Linked DNA regions of Rattus norvegicus: region 1 is linked to region 2. The links are chromatin contacts, called in public Hi-C maps. All regions are on one chromosome and are shown on one strand. The core of a region is the stretch at or near the end of the contact, and the rest is flanking DNA. Distances in the headings are between cores, read along the strand shown. Region 1 overlaps Megf6 (multiple EGF-like-domains 6). Region 2 holds the start of Tprg1l (tumor protein p63 regulated 1-like).

Region 1 (6,065 bases), core at 494-2,993, 45 kb before region 2:
GGGGCTACACGAACCAAGGTCCTTTGAGAGGCTGCCCACTGGACACAGTGATTGAAAAAAAATCCCTTGGTCTCTCTCTGTATGGCCACAAGTACACAAACAGGTATTCCCACTCCGTAGAGCACACCCCTTCTCATTTCTGGGTGTTACCACACACAGCCACATGCCACCACGATCATGCCCATTAGCCATGGGTTCATAGGGGATGTAGTTAAGGTATGTCTTCCCAGACCTATCCCTCACCCCCGCCCAGCAAATTCTAGGTCTCACCCTGCATCCTGCATTCCTCCATCTCTGGCTTACAGACCCAGAAGCTCACAGGAAATAGCAACTGGTCAGGGCCAGGTTCCAATCCTCAGCACCTGACAGGCCCTGATCTGAATGAAGGTCTGATGGGGAGATCCTGAGTTGGCAAGGCCAGGAGGTGAGGGATGTTCCTACCACAGACTCCAGAAAAGCCTGCAGCCAAGCTTTCTCCACACACAGAATCCAAATGACTCAGATGAGCGTGCAGAACCGGGAGACAGAATACAGGGGGTTACAGACAGGGTGGAGACGTTTGTCCAAGCCCTGACCACTGTCCACACCAGCCCTGCAACTCAGCCAAGGGGAAGCAGGCCACCAGCTCAGCCCTGCACACATTCCCAGACACGAGGTGATGGACACTGACATCCTCTAAAGAGCTGTGTTTATGTCATTGCTGGAACATAACATAAACATCATCTCCATTTACAGAGTGGACGGGAGAATCTTACAGAAATCCTGAATGCCCCAGGATCCATGGGACGCCTGGCACACTGACCCCTGGCACTCTGACCCCTGGCACTCTGACCCCTGGCACGCTGACCCTGTTTTTTTTTTTTTGTTTTTTTTTTTTTTTGGAGCTAGGGACCGAACCCAGGGCCTTGCACTTGCTAGGCAAGCGCTCTACCACTGAGCTAAATCCCCAACCCCACGCTGACCCTGTTTTACAGGGTCACTTAACACCTATACAACTCTGTGTGATCCCACACAGAGTTCAATGGAGAGGCAGTGGGGGTTCTTCCTCTGCAGGAGCTGCAGAGAGGCTTTCCTATGTGCCCATGGATCACATTGTTCTGAGTACCACGTAGGTAGGGAGAGCCGTTCCTAGTGCCATACGCTCTCAGCTACACCTCCTAACTGAGGAGCAGCGTGCCTTCACCGTACCCTGCCTGCAATGGCCTCTCATCACCAAGGGAGACCCAGACACCACCCAGAAGCCATGCAGCCACAGAGGACTAGAGTAGACAAGCCGGCTACGGCATACACAGGAAGGCTCTCAAGAATGGGGATGCCGGGGTTGGGGATTTAGCTCAGTGGTAGAGCGCTTGCCTAGGAAGCACAAGGCCCTGGGTTCGGTCCCCAGCTCCGAAAAAAAGAACCAAAAAAAAAAAAAAAAAAAAAAAGAATGGGGATGCCCCTGGGAAACGGAGATGACTCAAGGCCCCGCAGCCAATCGGGGAATAAGGAACGCCGTTAAGAATAAAGTGGTATTGCAATCTGGATGGAGCCTGGGGGATGGGCACCCAGTAGTAGACAGGAGTCCACCATGAAAGCAGACAGACAGCCTCAATGGACCACTGATGTGTGTCAGGCCCTTTTACTGGGTGGGTGATTGGCCCACCCAGTAAACAAGAGGACCCAGTCAACAACAAGGACCCTGCCTGCCCTGTGCACAGTCAGTCCAAGGCACAGCCCAGACACAAAGGGAGGTGTCTTAGGACATGTAGCCACTTCCTCTCCCTGTGAGGAAGCGACTGTCCTGGGGTGCGTCTCCAAACACATCGGGGTAGAAAGGAGATGATGTCATTCTCACTGGCCTGCGGCCAGACCACACCTTTCCCTTTTCCTCGGCAGCAGTTTGGAAGAATCCTTGAGGGTTGGACACAGACTGCTGGGTGAACGAGGCCTTCTCAGGGGAGCCTAGAGGAAAAGGCAGGCCAAGTAGGTATAAGATAGGGGTTGAGGAAATGAACCCAGGAACCTGAGGGCCTGGGCTGAAGGAAGACACTGGACCCAGGGCTGCCAAAACGCATCTTGGATTCTCTCCACATTGGGGTTCAGCACCCAACAGCACCCACTGTCTACAAGTCTTCTGAGATGTCCAGTTAACCGAGTGACTGTGGGCTTGCAGGCCTCTCCGCCTCAGGGTTCCCATGTAGCAAGCACACTGCAGTTCCTCCTGAGAGCGGAGGATCCCTGACCCTGGTGGGTAGGGGAGTGGGCATATCCATTCAGGAAACAAGACCATGCTCATCACTCCAACCTGGCCTCGGAGGCTGGTGTTACTGAAACCTAGTGCCCAGTGCAAGAAGCTTATCTAAGGACAGCGCCTCCCTTCTGAGATCAGAGTCAGCCAGTAGAGGCCTCCACTCCCAGATTCAGGGGCCCACGAGCCTGCCATGGAGGACCAACCTCCCCACTGCTCTTGGCTCCAGAGAGATGCTGGCCTGAGCATGACCTAGCCAGCAGCTCCCTCGAGGTCAGCCCTGATTGGACGCTAACCATTTACGCAACCATCAGCACCCCAGTGTCTACTCCTCCTCCCACGGTACCTGTCCTGCTATCAGTTGGCCCAGATCCTCATGACGGTGTACAGGCCTGGCACCACTGGGCACAGAGGGCAGGGCCTTGCCCTGGAATGCTTAGGGCTAAGACCCAAAAGCAGATTCGGGAAGCCGCTGCCAGCCAGCTCCCCCACCTGCAGATTCCTGGTTAATTATCCTGCTGGAACAGGATACACGGACCCCGGGAATCTTGAAGATGAGCCATCAGCAGATTTCCCAGAGTCTGCCTCTCCAGCCAGTGCTGGCTGGGAATGGCCATGGCCAGGTAGAGAGGGTAAGTCAAGACGCAAGCAACCTTTGTTGTTTGAGCAGGCACGGAACCAGCTTCCAGGACGCTCTTGGAAACCTGTGTCTTCCGGCTGGAAGAAGCCAGAACCCCCTGCCTCTAGAAAGAATCTTTTTTTTTTTTTTTTTAAAGATTTATTTATTTATTATATATAAGTACACTGTAGCTGTCTTCAGATACACCAGAAGAGGGCATCAGATCTCTTTACAGATGGTTGTGAGCCACCATGTGGTTGCTGGGAATTGAACTCATGACCTCTGGAAGAGCAGTCGGGTGCTCTTAACCACTGAGCCATCTCTCCAGCCCTCTAGAAAGAATCTTAAACACACCCCCATCTCAGGCTAGGCCCCTTGGCGGTCTGTGGAGACTGTGATTCTTTCCCACCCAGAACACCCCACAGCTGTGAGCCCCCCAGGTCCATCCAACACTTTAAATCACCTGGGACTGGCTACCATGGACCAGCCTACGGGATCAGCTGATCCTGGGGTCCGGTGTAGCAGACATGGAGATACCTGGGCTGACAGACTAAGCTTAGGGGTTGGTGGTCCCTGTGTCACAGGTCAGGCAAGGCATCCAGAAAGGGACCTCAGAGCCACATAACAGGGACCTGGCAAGATGGGTCCACAGTGCCCAGCAAGCAGCCCAGGCTGGGAAGGAGGTGGTGCTCCTCTGTTGACCTCTGAAGCCGCCCACCCTCGCCCTGTGGTCAGACACTAGACTTGTTGCTTACTGTCCAACTGACTCCCGGACAGCTCTTTCCCAGGGGGGGAAACTGAGGCACAGTTGTCCCACCTTCCCAAATGTTAGGTGAGGTTTAACAGGTGAACCCCCTGGGGACTCCACACCAACAGGGACACTGGTGTTCACCGTACCCAGTGGCAGTCAAGAGGGCTCTGGCAACTGCACACATTTGCATTCCCTGGAACCTGGGGATGGAGGTGCTGAAGCCGGCTCCCTCCACGTGCCATACCAGGCAGGGTGAACCAGTCTGCCGCATTCCGGACACGAGGCACAAGTTCAATGAGCCACATAGGTGCTGCCTTTCAAGCCCACCCGCTCCTAGCCACAGGATCAAGGGCTTTCTCCTCAGAGGCCCTACTTGGCTCTGTCCCACAGCAGATCCAAACAGGCTCCACGTTAACTGACCACTGCTCAGCCCATACTTGATCTCCGTGGATGAGGAGGCCTTGCACGCACAGCCCAGGAAGGCAGGCTGAGGCCGGGAGCACTCTAGGAACGTCTAAGCTGTCTGCTCCAACGGCCTGTAGCACACAGGGAAATAGACAGGCTTTCTCCTCAGGTTTTAGGCTCACAGCTGAGTGTGCAGGGTGCAAAGCCCCTCTCTGCCTTGCTTGATCCACATCAGTTGACCAACTCCAGCAGACTAGCCTGGAGCTCCCAGCTCACGGAAGCTGCTGCCCACAGCCACTCACAGGTCTCCTGTGTAACGGACAGGGTTGGCCCCAGGCTTACTACTGAGTGGCCTCAGAGAGAGTCCTGAGTCTCTCTGATCAGGCAAGCTCAAGAGTCAGTGCATGCAGCTTCCTCCTGCGGCAGCCACAGGCTGCATCTATCTTGCTTACTCTTTAGGAATACACAACACAAACGGGCAAATGAGGCCAGCTCCTCTTGCTATCACTGGTTCCTGAGAATCCCTGAGTAACGAGAACATCGTGTTCAGGTCTGTCCGAGCAGCAGGCTGAGCAGCCTGGATGGCAGCCCTCTGTGTTGAGCACCACACATTCCAGGGGGGACTCGTGTTCCCAGTAACAGTGAGATTTATGTTTCATGGGGACCTTCTAGCAATGTCTGTTTGGCTTGAAGACGGAGAGGCCCTGGAAAGAGCAGTGCAGCCCACCAGGTAGGAGCACAGGAGGGAGCATGCAGATTGCAGAGTGAGCCATCACTACATCCCAAGATGCTGTCCCCAGGTTCGTCCTAATCAGTACCCAGGAAGTGAGAGAAAGCTACAACCACAGCCCTAGGCTGGCTTCTTCAGACTGACCCCGCTGCTCCTGTAACCATTGGTGCCTGTAATGTGGCTCCTTCAGTCCCTCCTGATGGGTTGCTTCCCACACAGGCCATGTCCACCTCAGAGGCAGATCTTGTGTCCTGTGAGCTTCCCAGAAGCTCTTAGAGGCTTGCCCTTCGACATCCCTTTACCAGCTGAAGAAAGGCAGAGCTGTGAGGGCATGAGGCTCAGGAAAGAGAAGAGGCCACCCACAGAGGGTAGAGGTTCTCCATCTTGTGCCTGGGCAACCACCCCTCCCCCACCCTTCAACTTAGTCCAGCCTTTCTTCTGCTCAGAATTTAAAAGCCCCCAGCCCTTATCCCAACCAGTGGGAGGTGTTAAATTGGCTCTGCGGCTTGACAGGTGGGCAGAATAACTCCACAGACACAATGGCTTCCAGGAAACCACTTACCAGTGGCCTAGGCACAGGCATGGTCCCTTAGCCTCCCAGGGATCCGCACCATACAGAGCTCCTGGCCACGGGGTCCTCTCACAATCTGGGTTCCATGACCCCAACCTTGCAGACAGACATGGGGATGGAATACCAGCCATTGTAGATCCCAAGCAACATAGGCACCCCTTGTGTGACACAGTATCTGCCTGCCACCCATGCACACACGGTATGATCAGGACGGAGGCACGCCAGGACTCGGTCCTGCATCTGGACAGTGTCTCCATGGTGCCTCAGACAGGGTCCTGTGACTGAAGCAGGGAAAGGACTAAATGAAAGGATTCAAAACACTGAGAGCTTTTCACATGTCCAGTCTGATAGGAGTGTCCTGAGACGGCCCAAGAAAACCAGGAGACTCGAACCTGGGGCAGCACCGAAACCCAACGGCCTCATATGTCCTTAAAGATGGAGCCTCCTGTTACTGCACCTGGACACTGTCAATCACGTGCATGAGACGCCAACCACCAGGCTGCCAAGGCCCAGACCAGGCAGCTTGAAAGCAGCATGTCTGGGAGTCGGCCTCTCACGGTGTCTGTTGTAATTATGTCATTAGAAGACCACCCATCTCTAAAGCCAGCCCTGGGAGACAATCACTCCAGACAAAGACAAACATGCTTTGTCAGGAACAGAGGGGAGGGGGCAAGCCTGGTTATTACTGAAACACTGGGAAAACATGACCTGTCCTCTGCTGACGCTGGGAAAGGTAGGATTTATGCAGAGGATCTGGTG
Region 2 (6,697 bases), core at 1,172-3,671:
TACATGGCTTTCCTACTAATATGGACGTTCCCCTCTGATGCAGGAGCATGCTATGTGTATGTGTGGTGGTGGTGGATTACTGCTTGTATCCCTTGTCTGAAGCCACCATGACCCAAACACAAATACACTCACCGGCCTCCACACGGTCTCTAACCAGTATCCCCCCCCCCCCCCCCTGCTTATCCCTGCCTTTCTACACCATTTTTAACAGCCTCTAGCTCCTCCCAGAACCCAGAGGACAGGGTCTCTGGATGTTCGTTTCCTTCTATTTCAAACTGCTCCCTGCCTGCTTGCTCTGCGTGCACCTTGTCCCAAGCGGAGGGGGCCATCTTTTCCCCAAGACCACCTGCAGCCCTCGCCTCTAGGTCACGATGTCTGAGTGCTCGAGCGCACTGTTGTCTCTCTAGCAGAAGCTTCAGCATCGGGTAGTGTGGGGCTGGGCTGAAGCTCAGGCCCTGCTTAGCCCCCTCCCTGTAGACTTGGCTCAGGTTGCCTACCCCTAAATCCCACGGCCTTGGTCCCCAAAGCTCTAGGTTCTGATCCACACACACATGGTTCCCTTCCTACCCACTGTGCGTGGCCCTGGGATCAAGGTTGCCATTTTCGGGCCTTGCATAGGACACGTTGGCAGCTGCCCCACGGCTCCTCCCCGGACATTAAAGAGCGGTGTTCACTGTGGCTGAAAGCACTGGAGGCAGAGGTAGCTTGGCTCTCTCCTCTCCAACTAACCAGAAGCCCAAGGCCCAGGGTCAGGGTGGAGCTAGAACACAGGCACCGGTCCAGAAGTGCAAAGTTCTAGCTAGTCCTGTGTTGATGACGGGTGATGTGTCTACTCATCTGAGATGGTGACCTGCTGACACCTTGGTAAGAATACCAAGGTCCAACTTGGTGAACCAATGGGTTTACTGGGCTTAGAGGACTATGGGTGAGGGGTTACTTAGAGCAAAGGCAACTCACAAGCTGTTGTGTCACCGGAAGCACATCCTAGTGTGGGTGTGGACTCCAGAAGATGGAGCCCTGGAGCTTTCAGAGTAGGTAGCCAGGTGGGTAGGTGTCTCCCCTCAGCAGTTCTGTTTATATATCCTTGTGAGGGACTGGGCTTCACATCTGGTCAATTTCAGGGACTTCCTGAGTGTTTCATGAGTTTCCCTCCAGATTCAGGGGGCTGTGTGGCTGCAGACACTCATCTGTTTCCTCAACCCTAGTGTGTACAACAGTGGGAGGAACTCTGCCTCGGTTAGAGGGTCCAACATGCCTGTCATAAGCAAGGGGGTAGAAGCACAAACCTTCCCGAGTACAGCTTCCACATGCACCTGTGCACACAGATACACACAGAGCAGTATGACAGGTGTGGTGTGCACAGGACTGTGACAAAGCACAGAAGGCAACAAACCCAGATCCCTGGTGGACTGCAAGTCTTGCCCAGGGAGGTGTTTTGAACCAGGAATCCAGAACTGAACGCAGTATACTGGAGGCAAAAGGTTTTGGGGGTGGGGGTGGGGTAAGAGGGAACGTGACAGGAACAGGGACGCCAGAAGTGACCCCCTGGGTGAGGATTTGAAGACAGTGCAATGGAGCATGACTTGGGGTCAGCGCTGTTCCTAGAAGGAAAGCTGAGTTCAGGCTGTCCAGCATCTGGACACATGGAGTGCCCTGGGTCATGAAAAGGCCAGGGGATGTGACCAATATGAACTCTCTACATACACCATCCACTTAAATGGAGCCATTATCCCACTGTGAACCTGCTGGGATGGAGGAAACGGGCTAGGAAGGGCTTCTGTCCCAGGGAGGAGCTGCAGGGCCCGAGTATCCAATGACATTTCCTTCCACCCCCCCACCCCATCCCCCCACAGTAGCACTCTTTAGTGATGTGGTAGCTTACTTGTGTGTTTTCATGCCCAATACGAACAAATGTCTGACATCCATCTCTAACCTACACACCCGTATCTCCACAGTGTGCATAAACCCTACAAAGCCACATCCCACGGTGCCCACACCCAAGGAATGCTGCGCACTCTTGAGAAGCCTCTATCTGGGCTGCCCTGACACAGGGTGTCCACAATCCTCAGACTCGTACACGCCCATGCCCACACTTCCACACACCCCAGGCACGCACAGCTCCCAGGTGCGCCGAACACCTCCGCCTAGCGCCACAGCCAGAAGCGCATCATAACCCCTGAGAAGGTGAAAGGCACCGAGCCAATGCGAGGACACACTGTCGGGGCAACGCCCCTCGCGCGAGCGCCACAAGCACCGCCTTCTGCGCGAGTCCAAGGCGTCATCTGTCCGGAACCCGCGACCCGCATTTTCTCGTAGCCTTTCCTGTAAACAGGAAGTGGCTCCGCTCGTGGAGGCCGCTTCCGGCCCGGGGTGGGCCGCCGTAATTAAGAACGGCAGCACGCTCGAGCCAATCGCAGAAGATGACTTGGCGAAAAGCCAATCGTGAGACGCAGCCGACGGAGCTGGAGGCGTGTCCAGAAGGCGGGACTTATGCAGCGCAGCCAACCACAAGGCGGACGAGGGAGGGCGGGGCGCGGCTGCTGACGGCTGGGCGGCGGCCGTCGGTGGAGCCGGCCGGTGGCGGCGTGATGCTACAGCTGCGGGACACAGTGGACTCGGCAGGCACGAGCCCCACGGCGGTGCTGGCGGCCGGCGAGGATGCGGGCGCCGGACGGCAGGGGGCGGGCACGCCGCTGCGCCAGACTCTGTGGCCGCTGAACGTCCACGACCCAACACGCCGCGCCCGCGTCAAGGAGTACTTCGTGTTCCGACCCGGCACTATCGAGCAGGCGGTGGAGGAGATCCGCGCCGTGGTACGGCCCGTGGAGGACGGCGAGATCCAGGGGGTGTGGCTGCTGACCGAGTAAGCCAGAGCGAGGGCGCTGTGGGGACACCGGGCGGAAGCGGGAGGTCGGGGCCCTTGGTGATGGGCGGTCTCTCTTCCCTCCAGGGTGGACCACTGGAACAACGAGAAGGAGCGGCTGGTGCTGGTCACCGACCAGTCTTTGCTCATCTGCAAATATGACTTCATCAGCCTTCAGTGTCAGCAGGTGGTCAGGGTGGCGCTCAGTGCAGTAGACACCATCTCCTGTGGAGAATTCCAGTTTCCTCCAAAGTCGCTCAACAAGTAGGTGCCCCAGCGAATCCTTAAGTAGTATTGTTCCACTCTCTTGTGAGGTAAAGGTCACAAGGAGGACCAGTAGAAAGGACCTTAAAGTAGAAGCTGGTGATTTCAGTGTGGCCTCTTGAAAGGGATGCTGGCACAGTTGGCCACTCTGCAGGCACTAAAATCCATTCATTTAAATACCGTTAAGATACTTGGAAGCAGAGCCCACTGTCAAAAGCTGTGTAGGGAATCTGGGAATTTTACCTCCAGCAGGAGGGAGACACAGGACATGTGCTCAGTAGTACTTAAAATCCGTTGCTAACAGCCACTCTTCAGGGGCTGGTTGGCTTGCTATAAAAGAATTATTTGAATAGGGACTCCACGAAGCGAATGGCTACAAACTTAAGCACCATTCAGTAACATTGAGAACAAACACGGCTGTAATTGGGCCGGGTTGAACTGTGTTACATAGGCGGTATACAAGACTCAGCATCACCAAGACATTGACTTGTTACACTTCGAAGGTGTGTGACATTGTTACACCAAGCCTCAGCTTCCCTGGCAATCCCTGAAACTTGGTGCAATGCCGTCTGTATTCCTGTGGTAAGCAAGGCTTTCTCCCCGTCCCCCATCAGGCGAGAAGGCTTTGGCGTTCGCATTCAGTGGGACAAGCAGAGCCGCCCTTCTTTCATCAACAGATGGAACCCCTGGTCTACAAACATGCCCTATGCCACCTTCATAGAACACCCAATGGCTGGCATGGATGAGAAGACAGCGTCTCTGTGCCATGTAAGCAGACCAAGGCCTGTGGTCCCTAGCAGTGACAGCTATAGGCCCCTAGAGTGTGAACCCTAAAAGTGCAGCTCCACAGTGGGAAGCTAGGTGGTGCTGTTTAGGAACAGGGAGTCCCCATCCCATTGCAGGATGCTCAGTCTGGATTGGGAGGTGAGCTTGCACACAGGATTGGTGAGGCTTGGCGAGGGCTGCTGGAGTACCAGGGAGGGGTGCTGAGGGGCACTGAGCACTGGACAGGTTACAGTAGGTCCGAGAAAGCCCTGTCACTTGGTGACATCATAGTCCAAATAAATTCCTCCATCTGTGATGCCGTCAGTCAGCATGTCTGTTAGCGCGTTAGTGCTTAGTGCCGTGCCACCTCAAAGCACGTGTGTCTGTAGAAAAGACTTACCGCCTGCTGTGCTGGCAGCACCTTGCCTCAGGCTGCCAAGTCCCTCGACTGCATCTTTAGAGATAGACTGGTACCCTCTAGACTGGACTTGAGGCAGGGAGGCAGGTCCCGTCATCCTGTTCACTCAGGATGAGCCACTTGATGACACAGCTTGTAGAACCCAGCCTGTCATCAGTGGTGTCATCAGTATGTGGTGTTTGGAAGGATTTGAACTTCTCAGAAGCCTCGTTTACCCGTGGAGTACTGTTGTCTTAGCTTGAGGGTAAGACTCCATGTTTATTCTCTCTTTAAAGTTGGAAAGCTTCAAGGCTCTCCTAATCCAAGCTGTCAAGAAAGCCCAGAAGGAAAGCCCACTGCCAGGGCAGGCGAACAACGTGCTGGTGCTGGACCGCCCTCTCCTCATCGAGACCTACGTGGGGCTGATGTCCTTCATTAACAATGAAGCCAAGCTGGGCTACTCCATGACCAGGGGCAAGATAGGCTTCTAGACAGCTGTGCCCCAGGAAACCAAGGTGGTGGGGACTCCGTGTGCCACCTGTCGACACCTACCGTGGCTGGAGGAACAAGGGCATTGTCCTGTTATGTGTCCAGTTAGAATAGTCAAGTGGACCGTGTATATTTAGTTGGATATTGGACACCTTGGCAACACGATCTCAGCCAGGCAGACTCGGCTGCCCCCATACCACTGTGTTCCTTCTGTAACACCATGCGCTCCCTCCTCCAGCATGCCAAGCACGGTGTACCCACCCACTTGTGCAGTGTTGACTGTTGAATACAGCAGAGTGCAGGGAGCGGCTTCCGCACATGCACACATTAACTCTCCCCGCCAAGTGCTCTATTTTAAAATTCAGTCCCCCCCTTTTTTTAAATGCTAACTATAATAACAGCCAGCAGACAGGTCACTAAGAAAGACAGTCTGCCTGGCCAGCTCCTAGTGAATATGCCTTTCTGTGAATGTTTGACTTAGGATCTCACTTTATAAATTAATGCAGGTTGTGGTAAGTAGCCCCTTCCGCGAGTCTTGGTGGTGGGTCTACATCATCCCGTCTCTGTTTAAAAGGGACTGATGAGCTGGGTTTCCAAGTGCATGCTTAGAGCAGCGAGCGCCCGGGAGCCTCGCTGAGCACCACTGAGCTTTGGCGCGCAGCCACATGCAGCTTGCCACTGTAGCTCTGGCCTTGCAAATACACTGTAGATGTCACTTTATACCTCTAGCTTTAAGTTAACCGGCATGGATGTGAGCAGAATGTCATGGCCTGTTCAAGAGGAAAGGTGACCTCAGATGCACCTGTCTTCAGCCTGTGCTTTTGTTCTAGTAAAGACAATTAAAACCAAATGGAGTTGCTCCTTTTTGAAGTTATTGTCACAAAAACAGGTGTGCCAAAGACTGTCTTGAGGCCTGAGGCTGCACCTGGCTGGCTGTGGACCCTTGCTAGCTCAGTCCTCCTTACAGAAACTCAGATGGCCACCAGTGTGGACATGCTGGTCTGTCTGCTTTCAAGGCACTTGTTAGAGATAGAGGCATGTTGGGTAGGCTGAGCACTTCCACTCTTCCTGGCAGGGACCCAGGCCTCCCTGCAGAACTTGCATGCAAGGCCAGAGAGACCTGTCCAACTGTTGTGGGATTCACAGCTCACATGGGGACAGGTGCAGACGTTGGGGCCTTGCAGCTGCAGGAGGGCTGACCGTCCACCCCTGTCCCACAGCATACTGACTGGAAGCGGCTCGGGAACAACAAAGGATGATAAGGCAGGTTGCTGTCATTACTTCAGGATACTCCATCCTCCCAAGACAGACCTTGGACCCCTGAGCTAAGGCCTTGAAGAAAAGGACCACCACTGTTCCAGGGATTAACAAATACCTATTTTACATGATAACTTTATACATATTTACAGAAAATTGGGCAGAATAGTCCATCCTGTCCAGAGAGCCTGTACAGCTGTTCCTCATATGGGGGTCTGCAGAGTCTGCTGCCTCAGTTTCCCTTCAGGTCCTAGGCATGCCATCCCGTTGTCCATAGGCTGTGCCCCTCTCCTTGGTCTCCAGGAAGCAAAGACAGAAGTGATCCTTACCAAGGAGGGCCAAGGAATCCCCACTTAAATGCCAGCACAGTCCAAGCACTGGAAAGTCACCTAGAGAGACAGGTGGCCAGAGGGTTAGGAAGTAGGACTTGTGGGGAGGGCGCCTGTGGATGAGGGAGGAGTCTGGTAACCCCAGGGCTGAAGACAAAGCCAGGAAAGCTTAGGGTGTAGGTTCCTGTCAGGGACACTCTAGGCAAGGCCCTGCAAGATATGGAGGGGCACCTTTCACAAATGCATGACATGGCAGATCAACCTGAGGCCAGCATATGCTGGACCACCATGTGCTGGCTTATGCTCACCTTCCCCGGGTACCTGCACCGACAC

What was found. Hi-C and Micro-C count contacts between places; a contact is called where the count stands out from the background.
Region 1: a contact with region 2 is called in a Hi-C map of hepatocytes, with 2.6 times the contacts expected there. The contact joins the enhancer-like site here to the promoter of Tprg1l in region 2. A contact is called at or near these places in 12 of 12 Hi-C or Micro-C datasets (the A7r5 cell line, the Rat2 cell line, Schwann cells and 7 more) and 1 of 1 datasets of contacts at active chromatin or transcription factors (oligodendrocytes).

The regions. Positions count from the first base shown.
Region 1 is chr5:170,048,284-170,054,348 of GRCr8, reverse strand. All of the region lies in intron 3 of Megf6 (multiple EGF-like-domains 6), which reads right to left. Among named protein-coding and RNA genes, the nearest start is that of Megf6, 31 kb to the right of the region's middle. Within about 2 kb of position 1,743, at least 11 of the 93 cell types and tissues checked have an H3K27ac peak or open chromatin away from gene starts, as enhancers often do. A contact at or near this core is called in hepatocytes and liver, where this site is marked.
Region 2 is chr5:170,003,508-170,010,204 of GRCr8, reverse strand. It overlaps Tprg1l (tumor protein p63 regulated 1-like), which reads left to right and starts at 2,421. Exons shown (of 4, transcript NM_001110318.2): 1 at 2,421-2,863; 2 at 2,951-3,127; 3 at 3,742-3,895; 4 at 4,586-5,628. The coding sequence starts at 2,589. The coding sequence ends at 4,780. Wrap73 (WD repeat containing, antisense to TP73) reads right to left here. Exons shown (of 12, transcript NM_001014262.1): 11 at 6,673-6,697; 12 at 6,134-6,424. The coding sequence ends at 6,279.